Regions from separate parts of the Mus musculus genome. Here all the other regions are linked to region 2. A link is a contact called in public HiChIP or PLAC-seq and promoter capture Hi-C data. All regions are on one chromosome and are shown on one strand. Each heading gives the region's core, a stretch centred on a gene start, on an enhancer-like site or on the middle of the called end of the contact. The rest is flanking DNA. Distances are from core to core; before and after follow the strand shown.

What was found. Promoter capture Hi-C pulls out the DNA fragments that hold promoters and counts their contacts. HiChIP or PLAC-seq counts read pairs in DNA pulled down with a chosen protein or histone mark.
Region 1: a promoter capture Hi-C map of liver shows a contact between it and region 2, with 2.2 times the contacts expected there. The contact joins the promoter of Acss2os here to the promoter of Itch in region 2. A contact is called at or near these places in 1 of 39 promoter capture datasets (liver) and 2 of 115 datasets of contacts at active chromatin or transcription factors (bone marrow-derived macrophages and memory CD8 T cells).
Region 3: a contact with region 2 is called in an H3K4me3 HiChIP or PLAC-seq map of bone marrow-derived macrophages, with 4 times the contacts expected there. The contact joins the promoter of 9030607L20Rik here to the promoter of Itch in region 2. A contact is called at or near these places in 1 of 115 datasets of contacts at active chromatin or transcription factors (bone marrow-derived macrophages) and 1 of 9 other capture datasets (pancreatic islet).

What each region holds. Positions count from the first base shown.
Region 1 is chr2:155,554,820-155,558,327 of GRCm38.p6, forward strand. Acss2os (acyl-CoA synthetase short-chain family member 2, opposite strand) reads right to left here and starts at 2,111. Exons shown (of 4, transcript NR_040613.1): 1 at 1,980-2,111; 2 at 684-801. Acss2 (acyl-CoA synthetase short-chain family member 2) reads left to right here. Exons shown (of 18, transcript NM_019811.3): 8 at 1,035-1,172; 9 at 1,514-1,684; 10 at 1,959-2,092; 11 at 2,278-2,410; 12 at 2,491-2,547; 13 at 2,730-2,810.
Region 2 is chr2:155,131,378-155,134,839 of GRCm38.p6, forward strand. Itch (itchy, E3 ubiquitin protein ligase) reads left to right here and starts at 2,104. Exons shown (of 25, transcript NM_008395.3): 1 at 2,104-2,208.
Region 3 is chr2:154,675,011-154,678,496 of GRCm38.p6, forward strand. It overlaps 9030607L20Rik (a long non-coding RNA gene), which reads left to right and starts at 1,529. Exons shown (of 2, transcript XR_866878.2): 1 at 1,529-3,486. The region is part of intron 1 of Chmp4b (charged multivesicular body protein 4B); the gene reads left to right.

The sequences.
Region 1 (3,508 bases), core at 861-3,360, 420 kb after region 2:
ACTCCGATATAATTTTTGAGACATCATAGGAATCAAACTTCACCCAACAGAGTTTAAACTAGATTAGACTAGAAAAAAAAAAAAAAAAACTAGTTTTCAAACATAGTCAGGAAAAGAAAATAGTTTCAAAGGAGAGGTGAGAGACTCTTCAGGATAGCAGATCCTGAAGTCATTATCAAAGGCAATCAAGCATTGTAGGCCATCCCTTTCCTGAGAGGAATTTACCTTTTGCTTCTCTACTAACTTGAAACAAGACTTCCTGCTGAGTGGAGCCTGTCTTAAGTGGGAGCTGCTATGGGAAACTCCATTGGTTCTACTTTGATAAAGACACAAGAGAGAAACTCCTGGGCGGGAGGCTTCTAAAAACATAGGAAAAAATTCCTGAACCCAAATCTGTTCTCTTGCTATTAACAGAATTAAGCTCTCCTCACCTGTAGGCAGTGACTAATTTTGTTTTTCTGAATTGTGTGGTTGTTTACATTCCTGCTGATGTGCCACCAGTCCAATAGTGTGTGTATGTGTGTCTTCAGGCTGTGTATGCCTAGTTATTTATCCAACAAAAATGTCTTTTGAGTGTCGAATACATTACTAGGTGCTAAGGCTGTGGGGGAAATACAGCTATGCCACCACCTTCCTAGAGGTCCCTGACTAGTTGGGGAAAATAATAATCAAGAAGAAAATACCTGAAAATATGTGTTGTAGGGAATAAACCAGGTGTGATGAATAATAACAACAGGAGGGATGGGGGTGTCAGCTACTGTTCAGGGGAGTCTTCTAAGAAGGTAGCATTTGAGCTGAGAGCTGCAAGACACGAAGGAGCCAGAAAGTGGCATTCTTCAGAGTAAGCCAGGTAAGCAGGAGTCTGGGGTAGAGGAAGAGCGAGAATGGCAGAGTGATCAGTTCTCTCTGCCCCATTGTACCCATGAAGGCCCCTCCCTTTCCTTTACCCCTACATGTAGGGCCTTAACCTCCAGGTACCAGGTAGGCTGTCCCTGCCTCACAGTTCTTCCCTGCCCATTCCTGTCTTCCCCCAGATCTGCTGGAACGAAGGGGTTGACTTATGGTGGCATGAACTCATGCAGCAGGCAGGAGACGAGTGTGAGCCTGAGTGGTGTGATGCTGAGGACCCACTCTTCATCTTGTACACCAGTGGCTCCACAGGCAAACCTAAGGCAAGTGTGTGTGTGTGTGTGTGTGTGCATGTGTGTATGTAAAGGTGAGAAGCGAGTCTCCAAGGAAGCTTGGAGTGACCAACAGAAACAGTAGAATGAGTACTGGGAATTCGAGTGATAATGGGTGACTCAGATACACAACCTAAGAATGTGAGTGCTCAGTATACTTATGTGACATCAGGGTGTGGTAAAGGAGATTGAAGCGAGACAGATGCTGTGAAAGGGCATTGGAAAAATTAAAATCTTTAAGAAGGATCTTTTTCCAGCTCTGTGCAGGCTCTATTTGTTGGTCAGTAGAGGAGGACACACAACCCCAGCCTGAGGCCCCATTCTCCCCACAGGGTGTGGTGCACACAATTGGAGGCTATATGCTCTATGTGGCTACAACTTTCAAGTATGTGTTTGATTTCCACCCGGAAGATGTGTTCTGGTGCACAGCAGACATCGGCTGGATCACTGGTCATTCCTATGTCACCTATGGGCCACTGGCTAATGGTGCCACTAGTGTTTTGGTGAGATGGGAGCTGGGCATAGACAAAATTCTCCTGGGTGACCATTTCCCAAAGCTTCTTAGTCTAAAGAAGGGAAACTTATACAGGAACCCACTTCCTGGAGAAAGAGGAATTTTGAGGGGTTGTGTATCCTACTACGATGTTTCTTGACTTGTGTGGTCAGAGGGTAAAGATACAGTTGGTCATAAAGGGTGAATCCTGAACGTGAGGGAGTGGTAGGGAATGGAAAGACTATTGGGAAGAGCCCAAAATAACCAGATCTCATTCGGGTCAGTTTGAGGGGATCCCCACATACCCAGATGAAGGGCGCTTGTGGAGCATTGTGGACAAATACAAGGTGACCAAGTTCTACACGGCACCAACAGCCATCCGGATGCTCATGAAGTTTGGAGATGATCCTGTCACCAAGTAAGACCCTTCCCCATCTGTTGTCCCATAGGTGTCCTTCAGAGCTGAGCACGGTCCTTTGTGATGTTTTCTTCTATTGTCCCAACTTCCTGGGATAGGGGAGGGGCAAAGGAACTCTGACTGCATGTGCATTTTGGCTCCTAGTGGTTCTCAGAATTTTCCTCTCTTCCACTCTCCTGCTCAAGGCATAGCCGGGCATCCCTGCAGGTGCTGGGCACAGTAGGTGAACCCATCAACCCTGAAGCCTGGCTATGGTACCACCGGGTAGTAGGTTCCCAGCGCTGCCCCATTGTAGACACCTTCTGGCAAACAGAAACAGTGAGTAAGGGATTCAGGAGGCTAGGGATTAGGGACAGTGTAGGAAAAGAGATTCAATTCCTGACCTCTGACTTCCACAGGGTGGCCATATGCTGACCCCTCTCCCTGGCGCCACACCCATGAAACCTGGTTCTGCTGTGAGTAAAGTGCTTCTTCTGGTCCTAGGCTTGGCAGGGATAGGATGTGGGGGTGTTAGCCTATTAGAGTAGGGTTCTGGCCTGAGAGCTGGGAGGAATTTGGGGCTCTGGGGCTCTGTGTGAAGCTGAGACAGAGTTGCCTCATTTTTCCTTCTTGGATTGCGCCTCTCATTTGCTTTCAGTCTTTCCCATTCTTCGGTGTAGCGCCTGCAATCCTGAATGAGTCCGGGGAGGAGCTGGAAGGGGAAGCTGAAGGTTATCTGGTGAGAATCTGGCATCTTTGGGAGAAGAAAGCATCTGCTAAGGATACTTTGTTTTAGAGTTTATAACCTTATCTTCCCTGGTAGTTGCTAATACTGTTGAGAGTTTGTCCTCTGCTGAGAAACACCCAAGATTCGTGATGATAAATTTTTGGAGTCAGGAGAACTTAGTCTTAATCCTTCCCTTGATGTCCATTTTTAGAAAAAAGAGTCTTTGTACCTTAAAGACTAATCATGTAGGCTCTGGAGTCAGCCTGCCTGTATTCAGACCCTGATTTTCTGTGACTTCAGATAAGCTGTTACCTATTGTCTTTGAATGTAATTTAAGTCTTTAAAAAATAGTACTTTTATCTCCTACATTTTATTAAATTAGATAATCCATACAAAAGGGTTAGTCTGGAACTGCATAGTTAGTGTTCTTAAATGTTAGCTGCTGCTGTCTTTGTGGCTAGTACCTGTCAGATCTCAATCTCATTTCCCTTTTCCAAAATCACATTAGTAACAAAGGCAGGAATCTAAGCTTTCTAACTCAATCTAGAATTCTGCTGGCACAGAATTCTTTTGATTAGAAATTATTTATTCACTAATATAGCTTCCATTTTATATGATTTGTTTGTACCTAATTGAACCTGCTTTCCTAATTACCCAAAAGAAACTCAAATTTTCTAGATATTTGTTACTCACAGAACACTGTGCTAGAC
Region 2 (3,462 bases), core at 854-3,353:
GAGAAGTTTGGAGTATAGCTTTTAACTTTCATCACGTTAGTTTTACCTACTATCATAGAAGTTTTCAATTGAGCTGGGCAGTGGTGGCGCACGCCTTTAGTGCCAGCACTTGGGAGGTAGAAACAGGCGGATTTCTGAATTCGAGAGGCCAGCCTGGTCTATAAAGTGAGTTCCAGGACATCCAGGGCTTCACAGAGAAACCCTGTCTCAAAAAAACCAAAACCAAAACAAACCCAAAAAAGGAGAAGTTTTAAATTATGGGGCTTGGCCAACCAATCTACAAACCTGACTACTTGGGTTCCACCCCTGCCTGATACCTGGATCCCACAGTGGGAGCCGAGAACCAGTTCCTAGAAGTTGTCCTCTGACCTCCACACTTATAAAAATAAATAAAATAGAAATGCAAAACCCATGTAGGCAAGCTGAGTGTGGTAATTCATGCTTGTAATCTCATTACTGGGAAGGTTGAGCGTGAAGCATCCTGAGCATGAGGCCAGTCTGAGTTAGTTAGTGAGAATTTGTCCCCTAAATAAAGAAAAAACTGTAGATAAAGATTATCTGGAACTAGATGACTTGGCTTGGAACCTTGGTTTCTGTGTTAGTGATCTTGGGCCAATTAATAATTTCCTTTATATTCAGTTGTTTTCTGTACAAAATAATAAAGTAACAAAATATATTTATAATATTTGTTAAAATATCTTATAGTATGCCCAGTGACAAGAATCATCTGGGATGCTAGTTTAAAAAACAAAACAAAACGAAACAAGAAACCAACCCAGATTCTCCTAGAGCACACCACTCTCTCAATATTGGGGATAAAATCTTGGGCCTCATCAATGCTATGTAAGTATCTACTAGTGAGTTACATCTTGAGCCAACTCTTACAGCTTAATCCCTAATGTGGCAAACATTGGCTGGAAGTGCAGAAGAACTTTTAAATACTTAAACACACCAAACCAAAACTAAAAAACAAAAACAAAATCCCAAAAACCCAAACCCAGGGTTTCACCACGTAACCTCGGTTGGTCTAGAACTCTCAAGATATTTGGACATGGCTAGCCTTGAACCCACAGAGATCCATTTGTCTCTGTCTTCTAATGGAACCTGAAGCTTGCTGTGTGGTCTAGGGCGTTGACTAGGGAGCTCCTATGTCTGCCCACCACTGTTAGGGGTCCGTTGGTGCCAGCTTTTATATGAATGCTGGGGTTTCAAACATCCTTGTGCTTGCATGGCAAGAGCCTTTACCCACTGAACCATCCTCCCAACTCAGAATCTTTTTTGTTTAATAAACTCAGCACATAATTCATAATATGGTAGTTTCAAAGGTATTTCGAAAAGTTTAAGTGACTTTCTAGATAGTTTCCTTACGAGGAAACAGGATAAACAATAATAGCAAAGTTTGCTAATTATCACGTGCCTCTATTATTACCACTGCACAGCCTATTAATTCGGTAGGATTAGATGTGTTTTGCCTGGGTTAAGAAGTTTAATTTAAGCATCTGAAAAGGTAACCAATGGCATCTTTCACATAGTTTTGTTGTAAACGTTTAGAAGTATGCTTTTCAGTTTTTATAACTCATGCCGCCTTGGCGCTGTCAAGCTGTCACCCTCCTAAGAACTTCCTGTCAAAAGGTGGAGAAAGGAGAATTTGAACCCAAACAGTGTAACTCCAGAAGGATAGAACCGGCACAGTGCTTCATAAATTGTGATTCCTGCTGTTAGGAGTATCAGGAGAGAACTTGATAAAAATGCAGATTATAAAGCAACCCCTATTCCATCCCAGATCTACTGAGTCAGAAACTGGCGGTGGAGCTCAGCAGTCTGTTTTTAAAAGCTGTTCAAGTGATTCTGAGACACGCTAGCATTTGGTAACAGTCTTTAGAGGTCCTGGCGGGGAAGAAGGGGTCAAAAGGAAGGAACGAAAGAAGAAAGGAAAGAAGGGAGAAAGGAAAGGAGAAAGGAAGGAAGAAAAGAAAAAAGCCTTGGAGATGTAGAGAGCAAGGCTTAGTGTCCACTTCACCTGGAGGTGAGGAAAAATGATTTAGGAGGCTGGCGCGCAAGGCCTGCTGGGGCCTGTAGTCCGGACTGCGCCGAGGAGGCCGCGCCTGCGCACTAGGTGTGAAGTAGCTCTAGTCGCTGTAGTCGGGGCTCGGGACCGGCTGCCATCTTAGCGGAGGGACTGAGGAGTCGTCGCCGCCCCGAGTCCCGGTAAACACGCGCAGGCAGACTGGGGTCATTTCTGTGGCTTGGAGGGAGTTTGGATGAAAAGGCATGGGGAATGCGAAGGGTAGAGGAGTGTGGCGCTCGAGTCTGGACCTAGAGCCGGGGCTGCTCTTCCCGCAGCCGGTGTCCGTGGGGGGCGCCCGGAGAGCCGGCTGGTGGCCCGAGCCGAGTGGCGGGTGGGTCAGCAGGTCGAGCCGAACTGCTAGTGCTTGGCCTAGGCGTCCGGAGCCTGTAGGCCCGCGAGCCCCAAGTTGGGAGAGAGCCGAGCCGCGGCGGACGTGGGCAGGGTCCAGCCCCGCGCCCCGCTGCCGCGCCCGGGGGTTCCTCTCCCGCGGCCCGGCCTACGCGCGGGGCCCGGTGGCAGCGGCCCGCCCGCGCGACGTGGCCCTTTGAGGGGCGGCGGCCGGGCCCACCTGCCACCTGGCAGGCTCCCCCCGAGACTTTTCCAAGCTCCCACTCGCAGAGGACCTTCCCCAGTGACTGCTTCCCCTTCTGTCTTGTACTTCCCTCCTCCCTCCATTGTCCCCACTCATGGTGGTCCCGGCCCAGGCCGGCGCCACCGACTTTTGCAGACGTGGAGCTGTCACAGCCCTTTCTACCGAGAGCGTACTTTTCTTGAGCAAAGAAAAAAGTAGAGGTGAGCGCATTTGAAAGGTGGAAGCCCAATGAGGGCAGGACTTTTAAATAGAAGACTTGAGTTTTGAGACATAGTTCCCGGCTGCAACTTCAAGAGAGAAAAAAAATATATAAGGGTCAGTGCACCCGAAGTAGGCATTGGGCCTAAAGTTAGAGATGTGACCAGGTGACTTGCAAAGTACCCCAAATTCACAGTTCCCCACTCGCTTGTTTTCTTGGCTGTGTTAGAATCCTAATCCTGTTGAGACTTCTGTTCCTCTTTAAGCTGCAGTGAACTTGTTCTAAAGGGGGCAGTGGGGAGAAGAGGGAGGTTTTCTTCTTCACAGTTGACAGAACACCATCTAGCCACCCATCATCATTCTCTTAAGTGGGTGGTTCTCCTGTATCCTTATCTTAAGAAAGTAGGTAAAGGCTGTGTATGTTCACTCCCAGGATTGGCAGAGGGCTTGGTTCTCATCTGAAATAAAGTCTTTTGGGGGCAAGTTTGAGATTCAGCCTTGTGTATCACAGGGTTACCTAAGGCTTAATTTTGCAGGTTTAAAAAAGATTGAAATTTTCTTTTGAACAGTGAATATACTTTGTATGTGTGAGTTCAGGAATTCA
Region 3 (3,486 bases), core at 279-2,778, 460 kb before region 2:
GGATGGAAACTCAAGTCTTCATGCTTCTGGCAAGTGCTTTACCCACTGAGCCAACACCCTGGGACCTTTTCCCCTTTTAAATGTCTTTATTCTGTCCCCTAATCTTTTAACAATTATATTGTTATGTATGTATGATATATATATATATATATACATTATCATATGCCATATTGCATCTGTGGAGGTCAGAGGACAACTGTGGAGTCAGCTGTTCTGTCTTGTGTTGTATAGGTCCGGGGGAATTGAACTTACATCATTAGTCTTTACTCACAGAGCCCCTTGTTTTTTGAGACAGTGCTCAATTTATGCAGTCCAGGAACCAGAACCCAGCAGTCTAACAGCTGTATCTTCAGCACTCCTGCCTGTATTTGAGACAGGATCTTGCCTAGCTCATGCTGCCCTAGAACCCATGATCATCTCCTGACTTTGCCTCCTAAGAGCTGTGACTGTGGGGCAATGTGTTGTGCTCGATCAGAACGCCTACTTCCTGATCACTCCCTACCCTGCATTCTTTCCTGCACCACTGGATTTTGGCCTACACTGTTGTGACTTGCTCCAGGGAACAGAGATTATTTTTAAACAGTATTTCAGGTTTTGATGATTCTGTGCACTTTAACACCTGTCCTCCAATTGTTGCCTCACATACATGACATGTCACATACATGACACATCTTATCTGCTGTGTCTCCAGGGATGAGCAGGTAGTGGGCTCATGACCAGTCTGCTGTTGCTTTTAGTGCTGGAGACTGAACCCAGGGATTTGCCCGTGCCATTCGAATGCTTTCCTGTCTCAAACTTGGAATGTGGCCAGCATGGAATGGGAGCTTCTGATCGATCACCCCTTGCCTCTTTCCCAGGGCTGGGGTTATAAGCATGTGCCACCACATCTGATTTTTGAAGTGCTGGGATGGGACCCAGAACTTTGCAAACACTAGGCAAATAATCTGTCAACTGAGCTACATCTCCAGCCACCGGTTCTGTGTTTTAGTTGTGGTAAAAAATGTATATATGCCGGGCGTGGTGGCGCATGCCTTTAATCCCAGCACTCGGGAGGCAGAGGCAGGCGGATTTCTGAGTTCGAGGCCAGCCTGGTCTACAAAGTGAGCTCCAGGGCAGCCAGGGCTATACAGAGAAACCCTGTCTCGAAAAACAAAACAAAACAAAAATGTATATAACACAGAAGATAAAACTCATCATTTTAGCATGTAGTGACAGCTCTGTGACATTAAGTACACTTACGTTGTTAAACTGCTCCCTTTACTATTTTTATTTTAAAAAATTTTTTATGAGCATGGGCATTTTGCCTGCATGTATGTCTGTGTGAGGGTGTCAGGTCTTCTAGAACTGGAGTTAGACAGTTGTGAACTGCTGTAGGTCTGGGAATTGATCGTGAGTCCTTTGTGAGTGCGAGTGCAGTCAGTGCTTTTAACTGCTGAGCCATCTCCCAGTTCCTGTGTTTACTCTTTTTTTTTTTTTTTTTTTTTTGCTTTATTTTATGTATATGGATACTTTGCTTTCATGTATGCATGTGTACCATGCCTGGTGTCCAGGCAGGCCAGAAGAGGGTGTCAGGTCCTCTGGAACTGGAATTACAAGTGGATGTCAGCCACCATGCAGGTGCTGAGAGTTGAATCCAGGTCCATTGGAAGAGCAGCCCTGATCTTAACAAGCTGAGCCATCTCTCCAGTCCTCCCGTGTTTACTCTTAAGTAAAACTGTTCTTATGTTTGGCTCCTTCCTGTCGTTAAGATGAGTTCCTTCTCAAAATGTGATGCAGTAGTGGAAGGTTCTGGAGTCAGAGGGACTGAGCGGGATGGAGTTCGGGCGCCATCTCTGGCTAAGTGCGGTTGTTTTGGTTTTCCCTGGGCACAGAGGCTCATTACCCCAGGCCGACTTGGAACTTCCGGAGGATGGCCTTGAATCAAGAGAGTCCTCTGCTTCCACCTCTGAATATGGGGATTACAAGCAGAGCCATTGCTACTCTTGTTATAGGGGCTGGCATTGGTTACTCCGCAGCCAAAGGGTTTACTGACTCGATGACTGTGGGAAAGGGCAGGGTGGGGCTGGGCTCTCTTCTGCCAGTTATCACCGTTTTTTTGACTCCCTTGTAAGTCTACTCATTGACTAGATGGCCAGTATGGTTAATAGTTTTGTTCCTGTAAATTCTTCCTACCTCGTGATCTCCCTTCGCAGATTGAAAACTCAAAAGAATTCTGATTGGCTGCTGGGATCATGTGTTCATGACTAGCCAATCACTACAAACCGGAGCTTTTGAGCTCTGTGGCTAACAGGCCTACCGGACTGTGCATAGGGAAGCGGTCTGTTTGCTAAGGCTGGGGCTTTAAGGGGTCTGTTCATAGGAAACTGTTGTCTGTCTCATTTCTCCTGTTATTGTCCGGCTTATTGTCCTGCTCAGGTGTTGTCTCCTAGATCAAGCTGGGCTTGTAGGGAAAGCAGGAGACCGGGGTTCTGCCCCTAGGCCCCCTCCTTCAGTGGTAACCAGTCAGGATCTGCTGAGCTCTGAGCCCAGGGCTTCAACTTCCTATGCATGAGTGTCTCTGAGCACTTGCTGTGTACCGAGGATCCTGAGGGAGTGGGACATTGCCTGCTCCTCGGGGTACATATTCTATTTAAGCTGCATGCAGAGTAAAAGGAAGACAAGCATCAGGGCTCTGAGGTTTTTGCCCTATTTTTGAACAGACCAATCAAGCACAAGGCTGTCTTCCCAGAAGAAAGTCTTTCCCCCCCTCCCCTGGTTAGCCTGCTGTCTTTTGGACAGGGGAATGTGTCTGTCTCTGCAGCCCTCTCCCTGTGACTCGGAAAGGCCTTGTTAGTTTGGTCTCTTGTAACAGTTGTACACTGGAAGCGTTTTCTGCCGACATTCCTCTTTCCCTACTTCCACGCAGCGTCCCAGCCCCCAGCTCTGTTGTTATCTCCGTTGCCAGGGCGCTCTCATGCTTGCTCAGGCAGAAGGGGGCTTCTGTTGGCATGGATTCAGCTGGAAGCGAGGAAGAAAAGCTAGTTGGAAGAGAAACAGCACATCCCAGCCTGGGAACGGAAACCATGGGCGGGCAGTTTGCTTCTGTCCCAGTCCAGGCTAAGGCATCTAAGCCCAGGGCCTGACTTGTAAGGGAAAGAGCGCCGTGCTTGCCGCTTCCTTCTGTCCTTTCTTTTCCTTTTTTCTCTTCTCTTCTCTTTCTTTTTTTTTTTCTTTCGGTTTTTGTTTTTTGTTTGTTTGTTTTGTTTTGTTTTGTTTTTTTGAGAGATAGAGATAGATAAATAGATAGCTTCTCTGGGTAGTCCTGGCTGTCCTGGAACTTGTTCTGTAGACTAGGCTGCCCTTGAACTCACAGAGCTCCACCTGGCTCTGCCTCCCAAGTGCTGGGATTAAAGTTGTGTGTCACCTGGCCCAGCCACGACACTCTTTTGTTTGTTTGTTTGTTTTGTTTTTGGAGACAGGGTTTCTCTGTATAGCCCTGGCTGTCCT